Linked DNA regions of Mus musculus: region 1 is linked to region 2. A link is a contact called in public Hi-C data. All regions are on one chromosome and are shown on one strand. The core of a region is the stretch at or near the end of the contact, and the rest is flanking DNA. Distances in the headings are between cores, read along the strand shown.

What was found. A called contact is a pair of places that touch in the nucleus more often than the background predicts.
Region 1: a contact with region 2 is called in a Hi-C map of liver, with 2.7 times the contacts expected there. The contact joins the promoter of Afm here to the enhancer-like site in region 2. A contact is called at or near these places in 1 of 39 promoter capture datasets (liver), 5 of 484 Hi-C or Micro-C datasets (embryonic stem cells, liver, nephron progenitors and 1 more) and 2 of 9 other capture datasets (adipose tissue and liver).

The regions. Positions count from the first base shown.
Region 1 is chr5:90,517,019-90,522,932 of GRCm38.p6, reverse strand. Afm (afamin) reads right to left here and starts at 3,984. Exons shown (of 15, transcript NM_145146.2): 1 at 3,854-3,984; 2 at 981-1,029; 3 at 642-774. The coding sequence starts at 3,941.
Region 2 is chr5:90,274,079-90,280,424 of GRCm38.p6, reverse strand. Ankrd17 (ankyrin repeat domain 17) reads left to right here. Exons shown (of 34, transcript NM_030886.2): 16 at 2,034-2,182. Among named protein-coding and RNA genes, the nearest start is that of Cox18, 53 kb to the right of the region's middle. Within about 2 kb of position 2,789, at least 5 of the 459 cell types and tissues checked have an H3K27ac peak or open chromatin away from gene starts, as enhancers often do. A contact at or near this core is called in liver, where this site is marked.

The sequences.
Region 1 (5,914 bases), core at 2,735-5,234, 240 kb before region 2:
TATGCTTAGGAAAGTCTCCCCCTTTGAAACTGAAAGTGGCCATTATCGATTAGTCCAAGTACCAAACAACTTCCTCTGTGGATTTTCTTCTTATCTCCCAAAATCGAAAACTCAATGTGACTTTGGTCATGGTGTTCAACATTTTTTATTGGGATTCCATCTGGAATCAGTCCAGAAGAGAGAATGTGGGAGCAGAGCATGAGACAGTAAGAGGAGCAACTAAGAGCCCTGACCCTGTGCACGTATCTCAGAAGATCGCCCCTTCCTTTGAGGATGTGACTGTCAATAAGTCATAGGCATAGAGATCGAAAGTGCATAACTCAGTCTTCCCATGTACCGTAAGACAGAACTGTATTTCCCTTGAGAAAAGCACCTTATCCCAAATACTGAAAACAGCAAAATAACAATTATATGGCCAGGCTGGAGAGATGGCTCAACTCTTTGGGGTGCAGAGTGTTCTTGTAGAGAACCCACATGTGCTTCCCAGAACCCACGCTGTCAGCTCACAACTGCCTGTAACTAAGGCTTCGGAGAGTGGATGGCCTCTTCTGCCACTCACACACAATTAAACACAAAACCCTATGTGTCTAGAGCACCATTCTTAGACCTTGTTCAGATGAGACTCACAAGCAGTTACTTACAGCTGTCTTTGAACACTCTGGAAGTGTGTTGTCAGCCCAGCACCTATCCCTGTAATCCAGCATGACTTTCACCAGCGTTTCCACCTCATCAAAGGATGCTTCCTGGACATACTGGGAAAACGCGATGATGGCCCTGCAAGGGTTCATGAAGGGTACACAGTGATCTTCTGCAGAATTTCTACTTATGTCTAAAAATAACTCATAGAGACAGTGAATGGGTTTAATCTCTACACAACTGATATTTAACTAAATTATCTATGAGGAGCACTTGCCTTCCTGGAACATATCAGACAACAATACAATAAGTGTTATCATCAAAGGGAATCCAGAACAACTCACAGGTATGTCGTGTTCTCATCTATGAATTTCTGGGTAGCATTGAAATGATCTGAAAATCAAGGATATTTGGGTTATTACTTATCTTTATATTTTTACATTTTCCTAATAAGTAACTTTTCACGACATTCAAGTGTGAAACTATAAAAGGCTTATGGTGAAAATATTTTAACACATTTAATAAGGAAGGTGGATATCTCACTCTCTCATACACACACACATACACACACACAAATATGAGCCTTAATCACAGATGAGTATGTATTCAGAAGTTAGAATTTAATTTATTTGAATTTGTCTAAAACAGAGCAGAGTTTAGATTTTCCAGTGACTGTGTGTCATTTCTATGCAGCGTGTATGTCATTTATGACAAGAGAAGCCACGTGAAGATTAACTGATAGGTAATCTCCTCAAGACAAGGCTTGGTGACAGATATCATGCATCCATGGGTGGTGGCAGTCAGCACAGCTTTTAATGCTAGCCATGTGAGGTCCATCCAAAACCACAGATCCTTTCTCAGGGTATAGATTTGTTTGTCCACATAGACTACATTTTTGGAGTACTTATTTCTTTTTGAAATATTGATCTGGGCACTATGAAACCATCGTGAGTTATCAACTCAGCCACCTTCCTTGAACCTTGGCTTCCTGAGCACTCTCAGAGTAGGAGTAGCTTGTGCGCATGCACATAGAAGGAGTAGTTTGTGCACAGGGCTATGATCCAGTTTAGAATCAAGTTAGATATTCATCATGAATGAATGCTTTGTAATCCCTAAGTAAAGAATCAGAAAAGATTTCATGGGAGTTCCCTGTGAATTAATACAGAAGAAGAAGAAGAAGAAGAAGAAGAAGAAGAAGAAGAAGAAGAAGAAGAAGAAGAAGAAGAAGAAGAAGAAGAGGAAGAAGAGGAAGAAGAGGAAGAAGAGGAAGAAGAGGAAGAAGAGGAAGAAGAGGAAGAAGAGGAAGAAGAGGAGGAAGAAGAGGAAGAAGAGGAAGAAGAGGAAGAAGAAGAGGAAGAAGAGGAAGAAGAGGAAGAAGAGGAAGAAGAGGAAGAAGAGGAAGAAGAGGAAGAAGAGGAAGAAGAGGAAGAAGAAGAAGAAGAAGAAGAAGAAGAAGAAGAAGAAGAAGAAGAAGAAGAAGAAGAAGAAGAAGAAGAAGAAGAAGAAAAGAGAAGGAGGAGGAGGAGGAGAAGGAGAAGGAGAGGAAGAAGAAGAAGAAGAGGAGGAAGAGGAGGAGGAAGAGGAGAAGGAGAGGAGGAGAAGGAGAGGAGGAGGAGGAGGAGAAGAAGAAGAAGAAGAAGAAGAAGAAGAAGAAGAAGAAGAAGAAGAAGAAGAAGAAGAAGAAGAAGAAGAAGAAGAATGATATTTCAAAAATTAGCAAGAGAGTTAGGTGCCCAGTTTTATGTGTAGAGAAAATACATAAGAAAAACAAATATGTAAGGCAAGAAACCTTGAGACAAATTCTGGAGGCACAATCCATTTCATAAGAAGAATGAGGCCTCTTCTAGAGTTTGAGTTATGAGGATCTTGCATGTAAAACCAAGAAGTGTGGGCCTCAATTAGAAGCCATTGAGTTCTTCACATGGGAAAGGAACATGTTTACACAACAAGAAACACCGGGCACTGAAGCATACTATGTGCTGGGCCTTCCATTGGTGCCTAACAAATGGAAAGCGATAGGAACTACATGTCAAGTAGAAAGAAGGATAATCAGATGGGATAGAGTTGGAAGAGCATTGGGGGACTGTAGCGATTGTTCTATTGCAAAAAAACAAAAAACAGTAGGATCTGAATTTTGCTGGGAGTAATGCAAAGGAAAGTAAGCACAGACGCAAAACACGTTAAACAGACAAAGAGCATCAGGATCTGAAATGGGATGTTACATGAGGAGAGCAGAGGAGAACCTTAGGCGTTGCCATCTCATCGAGCCTGAGTCTGCTCTCACTGGCAGGTACCTCGCGGTCAGGACCACTGTGATATGCTGGATATGCTTGTGCAAATTATAATCATTTATTAATTTATTTTTAGGATTATATTATCATTACATCACTCTTCATTCTCCCGCCTGTGCTCCGGTTTACCCCTCCTTGCTCTTTTTCAAATGCATGGCCTCTTTTTCATTAATTGATCAATTGTTGTTATATACATTATATATATTTATGTATTCTTTAATACATAGATACAACCTTATCAGTCTGTATAATGCCACTTAAGTATATGTTTTCTGGGCTGACATTAAGCCAATTACATTCATGTGCAGAAGATGTGGCTTTCTGGCCAGAAGGATTTAAAAGGACCTTCCTCTGGATAGGAAAATTTTAAAGTTTCTCCATTTGGTAAAATGTAAAAATTGTTCTTTCCTCCAGGTTGACACTCCTTACGTAGTCTGTTGCTGTGGGTATGTAACAAACAGCTGAAGGAGAAATCAAGGTCTCATATACCCCGAGGGCATTTATTATCTACTTGGGAGACATACTGGACAACCAAAAATAGTTTATAAAGATTGTATATAAATGTTTATGCATGTGTATGTATGTGAGTGTGTACATATGTATGCATATATACTGTATTTATGTTATTCTGTTAGACTAAAAATATCCACCATAAAAAATTCTAACAGTTTGAAGTCCAAATTACATCTCAAGACAATACTATTCAGACCGTTGGCCGTTTCTAACTGCTAACATCCTGTAGAATAGATAATATGACAACCAAAATGTAAATCTATAGTGGGTTGTTTGCAATTACTGAAGAGTATACATACACTAAGAAATGAGAGGAAAAATAAATTAAACCACAGGAATAATTAAAGTTTTAAAAGCTAAAGAAAAGTAATTCCCCTAACTTAGCATTCCTGGTAATACACAAGTAAACTTACCTACGTCCTGAGGCTTTGTGGGTAGGGCTAGGGATTCAGTCAAAGGCAACAGGAAAAAAATAAAACCTGTAAGTTTTAAGTGTCTCATGTTTGAATTTTAGAAAAAGGTCATGCATTTAAAGGAGCAATGTGACTGGGGAAAAGAGGCACAACTTTTTATAGTATTCTTTGACCTAACATTTGTTAAAAAGTAACTTAGTTAATCTATTTCTGAAATACATAGGCTTTTTTTTTTCGGTCCTGGTGCAAATTTCTAGGTAATTATTAACTAGGGGAAAAATTATGCTGTGTTTCACTGAGGAAAAAAAAATCTGCTGAATTGGAATAAAAAACCAAACCAGCCCACAGGGTAAGAATAATCCTCCTTCCAAAAGTTGTAACATACTCCAAATGTTAAAGAAGAAAAGACTAGCTAACACATCAAAACATTAAGTTAAGTTTCTGGGGCCTGAGAGGTAGCTCAGTCCAAAAGTGCTTGCCTGACAGGTAGGAAGACCGGAGCCTAGTCTCCAAAGCTGTGTAAAGGCATTCCAATGCACGCGTCTCACCCCAGTCCTGAGAAATACAGCCAGGCAGTTCCCTGTGACTCTCAGGCCAGCCTGTCTACACCATTTTATGATGTTCAGGCCACTGAGAGACCTAAGGCATACACGCACACACACACACACACACACACACACACACACACACACACACACACACAGTGGACAACTGAGAAACAGAGCTAGAAGTTGTCCTCTGGCTTCCACAGAAATACACGTATGTGCAGGTTTACACACATGCACACAAACTCGCCAACATAAAATAGTACTTTCACTTGTAATCAAAGAAAATTAAAATAAGTTTTCTAAGTCTGTAGAAACAGGACAAAGATAACAGCAAAAATATTGAATTCTGGAAATATGTAGAAAAAATAAGTGCTCATATACCCAAAGCTTTTAGAAAAGAAGTTTTTAGTGACGGTTGATAATCTTAAAATATTAATGCCAATTGAACCAATCCCTTGAATTCTGGGGCTATACTGAGATCTTGACTCTGTATGTTGAATCTTTTTTCAGTCCATAGAATTATCTGTGGTCCTGCCATGCCTGGCCTTCAGTATGTTGAGCTGTATCCTTTTCGCAGTTGATTTGAATTATTTGGTCAGGAATGGATGTTTAAACTCACCAAGCCATTTCCTGGGTCTTTCGAGATGCTCACAAGGGTTGTGTTCTTTTTCTGTATTGCAGTGTGCCATCTTTATTACTGTGTGTGTGCTCAGACATTTTTCATCGCTAAAGAAAACCTCGCTGGATCACAGTGACTGATGCTTTTGACGTGCTGCTGAAATCCACTTCCTCAGGAACCTTGCTAAGGGTTTTTTTTTCTCACAGGATTACCAGACCATAATTTTTTTCAGTGTACTTCAGTGGCTTTGGTACCAGGTTAATGTGGGGTCCTTATAAAAAATAAAAAACAGCCAGGCATGGTGGTGGCACAAACCTTTAATCACAGCACTTGGAGGCAGAGGTAGGTTCTCTGCGGGCTCCAGAGAACAAGGTGTGTGTGTGTGTGTGTGTGTGTGTGTGTGTGTGTGTGTGTGTGTGTGTAAAACCAGAGCTATATGTTGATAGATAATACATACACACACACACACACACACATATATGTATATATATCCAGCCAAAGCTATACATTGGGACTCTGTCTTTTTTTTTTTTTTTTTTTTTGGTTTTTCGAGACAGGGTTTCTCTGTATAGCCCTGGCTGTCCTGGAACTCACTTTATAGACCAGGCTGGCCTCGAACCCAGAAATCTGCCTGTCTCTGCCTCCCGAGTGCTGGGATTAAAGGTGTGCACCACCACGCCCGGTGACTCTGTCTTAGCAAAACAAAATAAAATGAGTTTGTAAGTTTTCACACACACAAATGAGTTAATAGAAAGAAAGAGAGAGAAGGGAGGGAGGGAGGGAGGAAGGAAGGGAGGGAGGGAGGGAGGGAGGCAGGAAGGCAGGAAGGCAGGAAGGCAGGAAGGCAGGAAGGCAGGAAGGCAGGAAGGCAGGAAGGCAGGAAGGCAGGAAGGC
Region 2 (6,346 bases), core at 1,540-4,039:
TCCAATCCCACTTTTAACTTTTCAAACATGTGGTTTTTGTTCTCTAATTTGAATTTTAAAATGTAAAGAAAAGAAAACGGAAAAAAAAACAGCTTAATACTAGAATTCCTTTAGCTATGTAGATGTTTAAAGCTTTTTCTTTTTATCTATGTAGTACATGGTGGAATGGTGAGCACTTACTCTTGATAAAGCAGTTTCAGAGGTACTCCAAAGGAAATGAGGGTTTTTTTCTTCAAAACTTTAGATGAGATGAAAAGAATTAATTTGAAACATTAAAAGTAGTTTTTTTATGTTCTCTAAAATACATTATTCCAGTTGGAATGTGGATTAATTTGCTAATTTTTTAATCCATTTAAAAATCATAGAATAAAAAGTTTGTGAGGGCTAAGGATATAGCTCAATTGGTAGAGAGCTTGTATAGCATCCATATATACCCTGGGTTTGATCCCCAGGACTCAATAACTCCACCTGTAGTGGAACAGTTTTACAATCCTGGTACAGAGGAGGTGGAGTCAGCAGTTGTGGACATTCAGGGTCATTTTTAGCCATTTCTTTTTTTTGAAAGCCTGTCCAAAAGAAACATGTAATCTATCTTAAGAGCTGTAGATTTTATATGATTTTGAAATTCATATATAGGATAAAAAATTTCAATGAAATTATTTGATCCTTAAGTCTGTGCGGTGGCTCGTGCCTGTAATACCAGCAATCTTGAGGTAGATTCAGGTCAGAATTGCAAGACTGACAATAAATAAATAAGCCAATCCTGAACAGTTTCAGAGCCGTTAGATAATCAGTAGTACATGCCCCTTATCTTGGTCTGCTTCCTTAATGATTAAAGTGTTATGTTTGGTTTTTTTGTTCCTTGTTTTTCTTTTGACCTTTAAGTGGACTAAAAATGTACAATCATAGAGTTTGTGTTGCTATAATGTACAGTGTATGTTTGTGCCTGACCTAAGGATTATATGTAAAGTAGATTTCTTAATGGATAGTCATGTTTATAACTGTTGGAAGATCAATTTCAGTATTATTTGTGGCAATATAAGTTCTTTTTGCCTGGTTTCAGATTCAGCTGTGAAACATAATTGTTTTCTGTCTGTAGCCGACAATACTTGGGAAACACACATCTACACTCTATTCAGAGATTACTGTCCAAACTTAATACTAATGCAGCAGCATTCTTACTGTGGGTGAAGAGAAGATGTTCTCACATTGACTTCAGAATTGAGTTATCTGGAGAATAAAATCCCTTAATCCAACTTCCAGTCTGTCCTATGCTTCTTTAGCATTCTCCACCTCAAGTACAGACTAGCCATTATTTGAATCATATAGTGGGTGAAATAAGATCATACCAGATTTCCTACATAGAAACATCAGGGTCCATACTGGGAGGATGATTGTGTAAAATATATTTATTTCTAGCCTAATCTTAATTTTGTTCTGTCAGTGTGATTGTCCGATTGAATGTAAGACACTTTATTCCTCTCAGAATAATTCTTAATGTAAGAAAATCTATATCTGTGTGAGAGTCAAACTTTTATAGTTGAGAAAACCATCACACCGTGTTTCAAAGTTACTATTGCCCTGTAGTAGTTAGTATATTTTGTGTTTCGGGTAGTTTTACTTTGAGGATCTTCCATCCCAAAAATGAAGTAACTTTTATTTGCTCCAAAATATAAGGTATGAAGTTGCCACTTTTTAAAAAACAAAACAAAACACCCTTCCCCTTTCATTCTATCATTTATTCCTTTTCTAGTAATTTTAGTACATAAAGCTTTTGTTTTCAGGATTATTTTGATTGGAATATTTTTTGTTTACTTTAAATAAAAGAAAATTTGTCTTTCAGGTGGATTTTATGGGAAGTGTATTAATCAATATACATTCTAATTTGGGGTTCTCCTCCAATCAAAAATCATCAGAGAATTAGTTATAATAGCATTTTAGAGACATTTTGTTGCAAAAACTCTTTAATACTTTAAAATATCTCTTGCTAACAGTGTTTCCTCCTTATTAAGTGCAGTTATTTTGTTCAACAGCAGTCAGTGGAAGAGCATCTGCAATGTCAAACACTCCTACCCACAGTATCGCTGCTTCTGTTTCCCAACCTCAGACTCCAACTCCAAGTCCCATCATCTCTCCTTCAGCCATGCTACCTATCTACCCTGCCATTGATATTGATGCACAGGTAAGCTCCGCATTTAGGAAAGATGGTTTTCCTGGAATCACACTGCTTTTAGTGATCTTACACATCTAAGATTTTGTTGTCAGAGACTCCAGATACAATTAAAAATTAAAACCCATTTAAAAAAAAAAAAGTATCAAGCCAGACAGGCATGGTGGCTCACACCTAATTTTGCATTTAGAAGGATAAATTATTATTACATGAGTTCAAGGCCAGCCTGGACCTTCATAGTCAGTGCCATGTTCTGGCTGAGTTAAAACTTTAGGGTTGTTTGTTTGTTTTTCTTTTCTTTCCTTTCTTTCTTTTCTTTTTCTTTTTCTTTTCTTTTTTTGAGACAGGGTTTCACTGTGAAGCCCTGGCTGTCCTGGAACTCACTCTGTAGACCAGGCTGGCCTCAAACTCAGAAATCCATCTGCCTCTGCCTCCCAAGTGCTGGGATTAAAGATGTGCGCCACCACTGTCCAGCTAAAACTTTAGTTTTTAAAAGACTAGAATATAAAAGGAGTATAAAAGCAAGATTAAAATGAAACCAGAGCTGTGATCCCAGCCTTTGGGAAGTTGGGTAGAGAGGATCAGGAGTTCAAGGTCATGCTTAGTTGTGTAATGGTTGAAGCTAGTCTGGGTTGCATCACACCCTGTCTCAATAGAGCAAACATTAGGATTGCTGTATATCTCCTTAAATAGTCAATGGAGTGTTTATAAAAGAAAAGGCTGGGGCTGAGACTGTATCAGTGGAGGAACACTTAAAGGCCTGGGTTTAGTTTCTAGCTTCAACCAAAGGTGATTCTGTAACTTAATCAACTTCATGTTTCTGAACATAATATAGTCTTAGTAACTTTTCCCCCTTAAGACGGGGTATCTGTATAGCCTGGGCTGGTCTCCCAGCAATCTTCTTTAAGCCTCCTGAGTGTTAGGATTAGGCATGAATAACCACACCTGGCTCTATATTATATTTTTAAATTATGATGGAATTACATATTGTTTATGAGGAAATATATAGTAATTTATGCAATTTTAACTAATAGCAGATTCTATTGAGGGAATAGAAACACTTTCTTTGGATTAAGAATATATATGAAGTGAAAAAAAGATACTGTTACAGTTTAGAAAGGGTGAGCTCTATTAAATAAGCTGCTGCATTAAAAAAATTAGTTGCTTCCCAGCATTAAGGAGATGGAGGCAGGCGGATTTCTAGATGAGTTTGTGGCCAGTTAGGGCTGCATAGTAAGACCCTGTCTAAATAAGATTAGTTGACTGTCAATGGCAAGACTTCTTAGTGGTTAAAGATGCTTTTCATCAAGTCTAATAGCCTCAGTTTGATCACTATAATCTAAATTGTAGGAGAATAAACCCACTTACCACTTTTCTTGTGATCTACATCTGTACTATGCCATGTGTTCTCACACACATACACATATAGGTAGGTAGATAAGTAGATAGACGCATACATACATTACATTACATATTTGTAAATTCAGCATGATGTCTCAGGGCAAGATGGGATTGACAAATTTGCTTGTTTATATCTTGACAAGGCCAAAAGATGGCAGGTACGGTGCTACAAGCCTATAATCTCAGTGCTTGAGAGATAGAGGCAGGAAGGCTACATAGTAATTCTGAGAATGTCCTGGACTACAGAAGACCTTTGTCTCACAACAAATCAATGAAGTAAAATTAAATTAAAATTTAGAAAGAAAAGACGAAAAGATTAAGAAGTGTGTGAGGAGAGAGAGGCTATTAAAAAAGGTAAAGTTATGGTGGTGGAGTGATGGCTCATTGGTTAAAAGCACTGACTGCTCTTCCAGAGGACCCCGGTTCAATTCCCAGCACCTGCATGGCAGCTCACAACTGTCTGTAACTCCAGTTTCAGGGGACCTTGTACCCTCACACACATGCAGGCCACAAAAAAAAAGAAAAAGAAAAAAAAAAGAAAAAGGAAAAAAGGTAAAGTGATAGTAAGAAAATGTAGGATTTTGATGAATATCTGGGGTGAAGAAGTATATGCTGTTAAGACTTAAACCAGCTTTTTATAAATTTGAGTTTCGAGGAATGTGTGTATATACCATTAAAACCATGTATTTCAGAGCTATAGCAGTTCCTTTTTATGTATGGGTTTGTTTGTTTATTCTTAGACAGGGTCTTACTGTATAGACCAGACTAGCCTGAAACTCAGAACCGCCTGTCTTTGCCCTCCTAAGTGCTGGGATTAAAGGTGTGTATTACTACCAGACTCACACCTGGTGTGTTTTAACTTTCTGTTTATTTTGTTCGGTGTGTGGGTATTTGAACAGCATGTTCTTCTCTGTTCCACAAGCATGCTTGGTCTCTATGGAAGCCACTAGAGTCTGTGTCATAGTTTTCTGAAACAGCCAGCCATGAGCTGCCATGTGGGTGCTGAGAAATGAATGTAGGTTCTCTGCAAGAGCACCAGGTACACTGGCTCACTGAACCCTCTCTCTAGGCTGTAATGTTGCTGGAGGATAAAGAAATCCTGCATTCCTCAGACCACACCACTTACTTTACTATCTGGAATAGAAAAGCATTTGGTTGGTCATTTGGCAAAGGAGGAAAAAGCGAGGAGCCTGACTTTAAAACTACAAAAACAATGTGCATTTATATTTATTATTGATCAAATAGTAGAATTCAGTAAAACTTGGAATTGAATATGCATTATTTCCCTTGTCCTTTTGATTTTGAGACTATTGCATTTGACCCAGAAGTGTGTTCTGATTTTTAGGGGACCAGGAAACTGTGTAGGGGCCCTTAGTACAAAGTTAAGTTCTTGTTTTCCAAACATTTAAAAATGAAATGAGCCTAAAACTGTGTGCCCAAGCACAATGTGATTTTACTGAGTGTTAAGTTATTAATGATAAAATTATTTTACTCAAACACTTAAGCAACAGCTATGTACATTAATGGAGGATTTACATAAATTAAAATGTACTTTTGTTTATATATAAAGATTTGACTGACAGTTGCTAGGCAGTGGCACACACCTTTAGTCCAAGCACTCACAGATCTCTTGAGTCCAAGGACAGCTAGATTACAGGACAGCCAAGGCTAAAACAAAGAAACCCTCTCTTGAAAACAAAAAGTGATCTGATGATGGATCCTTAAAATACTCATGTTTGGGAACTTGAGCTCACCAGTTAGGATTGTCTGTTGCTCTTAAGTGGGTCCCACTGTTTTCCAGCATCTACATGGTGGTTCACACCCATCCTTATCTCAAGTTCCTGGTGACCCAGTGCCTTCTTCAGGCCTCTGAGGGCACCAGGCAGTAATGTGGCACACATAGATGTAGGCAAAACACACATAGAATAAATGAATCTGAAATGAATGAATGAATGAATGAATGAATAAATAAATAAGTAAATAAATAAATTGTTTTGTAAATCCCTGTCTGGTTTCTACATTGAGCCTTTAAAAAACGTGTTGCACTTTTGCCTAACATGACATAAGTTTGCTATTTGTGCTTATCTAGAGATAGAAAAAATCTTTGCACATTAGAAAACAAACAGAACAGATAAAATGATAATTATTACACTTCTTCCTGATTTAGTTATTGAAATTGATTTAGAAATTTTGCTTCTGTGTCAAGGAGGTACATCAATATAAAAGTTAAATTCTTTTTTTAAAAAAAATATAATCTCTAAAAACACTTAATACTAGAATAAAAATCCCATCAACTCTAATGTTAATAGGTAATTTGTATGACCAAAATGTGCTGAACACACAAATGATCTTCTGAGTACTACCAAACTAAAGAGCTACTATGAGAGATTGAACATTCTCAAATGGGATAAAATGTCCAGGTTTCTTTTAATTAGTACTATTCAGAGGTAGAGGTCCTGACCTTGATTTCTAGCACAAACTAGGCAAAAGGCTTTATGAAGTTGTAAATAAAATTTGGAGATTAAAGTGCAGTACTCACAAATTATTTCTTGTTTCTATGAAATCTGATTGACTCTTGTAGACATGGAGGTAAAAGAAAGAACTAGTAGTTTTGCTCACGGTTTGTAAACGCTTGTATTAGCCTCTTTGCTGTCATATGTACATTATGTATGTCTGAACTTCTTGCCTTTATTTTTAAACTGCTATGGACTTTTCTCAAGTTAGAAGTAATATGAGAAGAAATAATTTTTATAATGTATCCATTATTTCCATCTA